2 separate regions of the Bombyx mori genome follow, and region 2 is linked to region 1. A link is a contact called in public Hi-C data. All regions are on one chromosome and are shown on one strand. The core of a region is the stretch at or near the end of the contact, and the rest is flanking DNA. Distances in the headings are between cores, read along the strand shown.

Region 1 (3,500 bases), core at 480-2,979:
TTATCGAAGGTTTATCCCAAATCCAAATGTTGCCGTTCGTCACATGAGACACGCGATTTAAATTTCAATTGCATTCGATTTAGGTGTATCCTAATAGTATTCAAAACAGAATAATTGATTGCTTCGCTGTAAAAATAATCAGAATCGTAATGATCCATGCAAGCACGGTAAGAAACTTTAAGGTTTTGGTAATAGTATTTTCAATGAATATTCCAAGCATTATCTACTTCTAATTATATTACGTTCTAATGCTATAAACAGTGTCGCTTTAGATTTAATTGTACAATATTATAGGTCACAGAACGGAAGCAAAAACGGATGTTTCAAAATGTAACGCTAGCGAGCTCGATCCTCGTATTTATAAGTATCATATCGAACAAGTTTCTAAAACGAATGCACACTTTTTTTTGTTTATTCAATAGTAAAATTTGATGACACGACGTAAAAATTTAACAATACCAACCGATTTATAGTTTAGGCAATAGGCAATACGTTGAAGGTAGCTACAATGAAATATTTGTTACATTAAAAATAATACCTACCCACATCTATCTAATCTCTGACAAACCGCAAACTAATCTATCTAGGTACATTTTCTTTAATTTCAAATTTTAGTAGAGTTATCCGTTGTACCAATGCTAGGTATCTACCTAATTTTGTCACTATTGGTATTGTAATAACTAGTATACGTAACTAATTTAGTTTAAACGTTTTAGAGTATTATTTCAGTTATAAATAGCTTAGAAATAAATTCTTCATTATTATCTCATCCAATAATTAATGTCTCAATTAATACTATTGAAACATACCTAAAATTATATTATTATGAGAGCTAATAATATCATCTACATAATATGATTTGAAGAGAGGTGTGGGGCATTCAGACTTGCGCTATGCCTGACATCAAATTCTTCAATATTCTCGATTCACATTGCAGGCAATCACATCAGGCAACAAAATTATTGCAAATATGAAGCAACATATCTAGGGGCTCAAACTCACACTGACATTGTATATAATCCAGCATTCCGTATGGAATGCGGTCGCTTGCCCGCTGGACCGGCCGCGCACCGCCCCGCGCCTCTCCATGTTTTCTTATCCATTCGCTTCCGTCTACCATATGGTATAGTGGGATAGAACCGAATCCAATAAGATTTTGATAATATTAAGGATATTGATACTGTTATTTTGGACAATTTGTACTAAAATGTTGCAGTAGGTTCTAAGTTGTTTAACATACGAATTGTTCCATCATCAATATTTACAACATCCCGCTGTACAATATACGTACGTCACGACGTACTTAGTTGTACACCCCATCTTAGTCTTTCCGCGGAATTTATTGATGACACCGAGCCACGCAACGGCGAATCGAGCGTCCCGGTAGGCAGTTCGCGAAATCAAAAACTACTCACCTTCAGTTGAAATTTGACGATAGTTCGATCTCCGAAATATTGTGGTTATCGTCCGAACAACACAGGTATTCACCACACTATAATGACAACATAAATAAAGGCAAGGCAAACTGTGTACGTTTACGTCTGAAGGGCGAGTCGTTCGAGACCGAGGTATTCCTCGCACTGATCGAAATGCAACTTTGGAAAATGCACAGGGCGGGGTTGTCGAATGTCATAAACGGTCGGTTACAGAGGTCGGACACTAGCCGGTGAAGCTCGAAAGGGCACACAACACACGAACACTAGGAGCGAGGCCGGTTGGCGGACTGACGATGGCGGGGGGCCGCGCGCCGACGTGGCCCTCTCTGCCCCTCGCCTCAGCCGCCGCCGCGTAGCAACGAGAGTCGCGACGCAATCCGCGCCTGTCGCCGACCTCGCTTCTCACTGTATCCTTCTGACCTGCGTCTCAGCATCCTTTACCTCCTCCCGTGATACATCAGATTTTTGGATTTACAAAGTATAGTGTTTTGATTAATAAAGGGGCCCACAATCAAGTACCTAGTCTTTACTCTTGAACGTTTAGAAAATGAAATGCGAATTTCAACATCGTGGAATGCTGCATTTGGCTTGTCAGCTGCAAAAATATTCGCGGGTGCACCAATTTTAAGTAACCACATTCAAACTGCACATTATTTCTCCAACAGTAGATGTTGAATGTAATACGCCTTTGTTTATTGATTACTCATTGCTTGTGTGGTAGATATAAAGTTAGAGCGAGATCGCAAGTTCATTATGAGCGGCGCATTTGCAATCCCCGTACTTTCACCTATGCAAGTACTTAGCTGTCACTAGTGCACATGCAATAGCTATTAATTTCACTCGCGCAACCATCAATCAAGTTTCTTTAACGTGGTGGGAACTGGGTAAATAAAATTAATTTGTTTACTTTTACATCTTTTTTAATGTTAATTAACATTGATAATTCTAATTTTAAATCGATAAAATATTCATCACGAAATGACCAATCGGGATTAAATGCAAAATTTCAAAATATGTATGTACTCAAGAGTTTTATACATCAGTTTCTATTTATTTTTCTCACAAGACATAGAATTGCATTATTGCTTCAAATATCAATTGCTATAGTTGAATACATAATTGATTTTTTATTCACCGATTTCTTGAACATTGCTCTTAATCATAATATGAAAACGTAGGTTTAGAGGCGATGATGGGATGCGACACGTGACAGTAGACTTTTAAGTAAGATATATGTACACTTAACAAATAGATATAATATATTATATAAGCTTAAACCGCTTGGTATATACATATATGTATTTATAGTCATAAATAGTGAAAATTGGATAGGTACATAACTTTGGGTGATAGTATACAAATGTGAAGCTAACTTAAAAAGTATAAAGGTAATTTGGTGATGGTTTAATGACAAAGGGAAGATCTTCTACCGAGAGTGTGATATTCCTCAGTAGACCTACGGTTCAAGAGTTGTTGTTCGTAACTTGTATATGCAAGCTATATTACATATGTATTATATATATATAGAGACTGGATCCACCTAACACAATGCCGGGTCCACAGCCAAGCAGCCGCCTATTGTCGAAGACTCTTTTCATGTTCGCATATCAACATCAAGCTTCTCTTACATTTACACGCTTAAACTACTGAACCGATTTTGACGAAATATAGTAATAGAAATAAAAATAGAAATAGTTTGGAAATCTGGGAAAGAATTTAGGCTACAGTTCATGTTGAGCACGGGTCTCCATCTGCGTGCCATATTCTGTAGTCCACGTAGGTAGAAATTAGTGTAATACTAGATAGGCAGATTTCATTAGTTGACACCAATGCCACCGCCAATGAAAATATTTCCATTTCAAATACCAAAAGGGGAATGCCCATTTCAGGCCCAAAGCGGACAATAGATTAGAGAAAAAATACTTAGTGCATTAATTTTGTCATAAATAAATATGCATTTACTTTCTTCCAAATGAGCGCCACTACAGCTTACAATAAGTAGTTTAAAAAAAGTAACTCTATTGAAAAATCAAGGTTTTTGATTTTTGCGGGAAAAATATTGCC
Region 2 (3,500 bases), core at 518-3,017, 44 kb before region 1:
AACTTTTGGAGTAGCTGTTACACAATATAATTCAAACTTCCACTTGATGTCTCCAGGTTTGTGGGGGCGTCACGTTTAATGCCTATCGGTTCCATAACCAAATAGTACATTAAAATAGTCGTGCCGGTTACCATATTAAGCCGTGTACCCTTCGTCATTAATAAAAGACGAATTACCTGTTTGAAGAGTGCATCCTTGCCGCGGGCGGACTGCAAAACGTATTCAGCGTCGTCGATGACGTCCCACTGTACGAGGGCAAGGCGCGGCGCGAGGAGCTGCAGCACGGGGGCGCGGGGCGCGGGGGGCGGGGCGCTGCCCGTCTCGAACGTGACCGGCTCCGACCACGGCCCGCGCCCGCCTCTCTCGTCCGCCGCTCGTATCCGGAAGGCATAGGCACAGGACTCTCGCAATTTTTTCACTTTACAGGAACGTGCACTTCCCCGATACACGGGACGAAATTCGCGACCGTCCGGGGCACGCATCTCGACGCAATAATGTACTCCTTCGGTTCCGGTTGCGTCCCACTCGAGTCGGAGGTGGTTATGAGCGGGTGGGGAGCACCGGAGTATCGGTGGCACAGGTGGTGGAGGTCGGGTGCGGGCTCGCGATTCTTCACTCCAATCGCCGAGCCCGAGTTCGTTTAGGGCGGCGACGCGAACACGGTACGACACGTCTGGTTCGAGTCCCTCGACGAGCCGTTCGGGTGTGGGTCCTTCAGTGTCGAATGCTGCGTCGCCAACCTCGACACGATATTGTAAGATATCAGCTCCGTGGCAGGCCGGCGCGCGCCACTGCAAACGCAGTGAGTCTGCAGTAGCTTCATACCGCAGAGCAGAGGGGGCTGCGGGAGGTGCGCGGGGAGTCAGCACGTCCCGTACCGCGGACCACGCTCCCCGGCCGGCGACATTCGTTGCGCACACTCGGAAAAAGTAGGGCGTGAATGGTGTCAGACGATCGATGGAACAGTTCGTTTCCGACCCCCGATATATCTCTGTGTAGGCATCGTCGACATTGGCTGCGCTCATTTCCACTCTATAATCTATAATATTAGCGCCGTTATCGGGGGGCGCAGTCCACTCGAGTTGGACTGCGTTGGGGCTTTGGACGTTCGCGATAGGCGCGTCGGGAGCATCCGGGGGGGCGGCCGCAGTCTCGAATTCGAGGACGGAGGACGGCGGGCCGGAGCCGACCCGATTGCACGCGGTTACCCACACGCGGTACGGGCGACCGGGAGACAATTCTCGTACTATGCATTCCGTTTCTAAGCCAGCGTGAGCCAGGCGGGCGATTCCTTGCGCGTTTGCCACCTCAACTCTATACTCGGTGAGAGGGGTACCGCCGGTGCAGCTGGGAGGTTTCCAACGTAAAGGTAGGGTAGTAGCGCGCGGCTCACTCGTGGGCTCGGGCGCATCGCAAGCAGCAGGAATGGTGGCATCCGTGGTGACAGTCTCGGTACTTGACCAGTCGCTCTCGCCGGCCGAATTCAAGCACCGCACTCGTGCGCGGTAGTCAGTACCTGGTTGAAGTCGATCACAATGCGCTTCTCTATCAGGACCGGAGTACGCGGACTGGAATCCATCGCCAGCATCGAGTTCGAGAGTGTATTGTTCTACCGGGGCTCCTCCGTCATCGGAAGGCGGCTCCCACCGCAAGCGAAATGCTCGGGAATGTATCTTGCCCTTGGCAGAGGGTCGACCTGGTGCGCCAGGGCGTTCGGGTAGGGTGCGGTACGTCACATCTGTCGAATAAGGACCTTGTCCGTCGGTGGTCTCGCAGCATAATCTAAAACGGTAGTCGGATGCACGACGCAGACCCTTACACACGTGCGTTCGATCTGGACCATTGTAGACGGGCAGGAAACCGTGCCCGCGAGCGATATCGTCCATTTGGAGCGTGAATTCTTCTTCGCCTCGGCGTTCCCAAGACAGAGATAGAGATTCGGAGGCGGCAGAGTCGAGCACGGGCGGAGCGGGCGCGGGGGGTGGCAACCCGTAAGTCCACACGGTTATCTCTTCACTCCATTCACCTCGACCGCACTCGTTAACAGCGGCGATGCGGAAGATGTATCGCGTTTGGGGACGCAGGCCGGTAGCGGAGTGCTGGCGAGTGCGCGGGCGCGATATCTCCTTGAAGCCGTCGCCGTCGTCCATTTCGAGCACGTAGTACTGCAGACGCGCTCCGTTGTCGGCGGCGGAGGGCCAGCGCAACAGCAGCGAGTTGCGCGACCGCTGCGTGACCTTGGGGGCGGGCACGCGGTCGGGCGGGGCGGCGGGCGCGCGGAACGTCACCGCCTCCGTGGTGGCGCCCGTGACGGCCCCGGGGCGGATCTGCAGGTACACCGAGTACTCGCATCCCGGCCGCAGATCACGAACTCTGCAACATAACATTCAAGTCATTTCAATCGGAGATCAAATTGTCCATTCATGATTCTTTTTTCCTACAAAGTTATGCCTCACTTAAAAATTGTAATAATCAAAATCTTCATTTATTGAGAAATTTATAAGTTTTACAAGAATATAAATTTATTTGGTAATTTCCTTAGATTTTATTAAATAGATTGATTATATTTGGGTAATTATTTAAATTGTTATATTATTTTGTTATTGAAATTTGTTTATGTGTGCAGTATTTTGGGTTGTGAAAAAGTTTTTTTTCGAGTTAATAATGGTTTACAAGAACATTATTAACGTACCAATCGGCATTCATTTTAGTTATTGTGCTAGAAAGATGTATTTTATCATGCATAAAGTTTTGCAGAGAGTTATAATAATTACCCAAAGCATCCTATCTTTGATTTAATTCAACTTCGTTTGAATTGGAGCTAGAATCCTAAGAGATAAATTACCAGTTTTTGCGGGCAAGATATCTTATAGGTTATAATTTCAACATGACAGATCCTAATAATAAATGTAGATCGAACTCGTGTGGTTAGCAATTTTAACCTGATTAAAAAAACAGTGCCAATAGACCTGTTTTTTATTATTAGTAACTGAATTTTCAGTTTCCATTTTTATTTCGAATGATTTTATAGAATATTAATACTTACAATATTATTAAGAACTGACCTGCAAGAAAGAGAGGGGCCGCTGTAGATGGCTTTGTACCGGCCACGATCTCCGAGTATTAGATCGTAGGTTAATTCAAGGTTGGGCGGCGGGACACCTTCCGGAAGTTGAGAGTTCCACTGCACTAAGGCACTGGTAGGTGTCATGTCGCTGACCTGTAAATATCGTTTTCTTCTTGAACATATTTAGAGGTTAAAACAAAACCACGACGCACCGTTCTTGCGGCATCTTTATTTTTCTTACAATAAAAAACGGTCACAAATCAACCGATTTTTTTTTTCATTCAGAAGAAAAATCCATACACTTTACTTTTTACTTTTGATAAGACGAGTTCCATTTTTTTCCTACCTATTCTAGTAACCTCGAGAAGTTATTCTAGATTTACCGAACTAGTAGGTGAGCTCACGGGGCTCAATTTTGGCGACGTTGCTAACA

What was found. Hi-C and Micro-C count contacts between places; a contact is called where the count stands out from the background.
Region 2: a Hi-C map of midgut shows a contact between it and region 1, with 2.8 times the contacts expected there. The contact joins the enhancer-like site here to the promoter of LOC101744329 in region 1. A contact is called at or near these places in 7 of 7 Hi-C or Micro-C datasets (middle silk gland, midgut, posterior silk gland and 2 more).

Annotation. Positions count from the first base shown.
Region 1 is chr4:5,847,624-5,851,123 of ASM3026992v2, reverse strand. It overlaps LOC101744329 (fibronectin type-III domain-containing protein 3a), which reads right to left and starts at 1,729. Exons shown (of 8, transcript XM_004929166.5): 1 at 1,416-1,729. LOC101740829 (transcription-associated protein 1) reads right to left here. Exons shown (of 47, transcript XM_038021813.2): 47 at 2,335-3,500. LOC134198747 (a long non-coding RNA gene) reads left to right here and starts at 1,928. Exons shown (of 2, transcript XR_009972914.1): 1 at 1,928-2,320.
Region 2 is chr4:5,891,353-5,894,852 of ASM3026992v2, reverse strand. LOC101744329 (fibronectin type-III domain-containing protein 3a) reads right to left here. Exons shown (of 8, transcript XM_004929166.5): 6 at 3,066-3,220; 7 at 177-2,373. Among protein-coding and RNA genes, the nearest start is that of LOC134198746, 8.8 kb to the left of the region's middle. Within about 2 kb of position 1,767, at least 5 of the 8 cell types and tissues checked have open chromatin away from gene starts, as enhancers often do.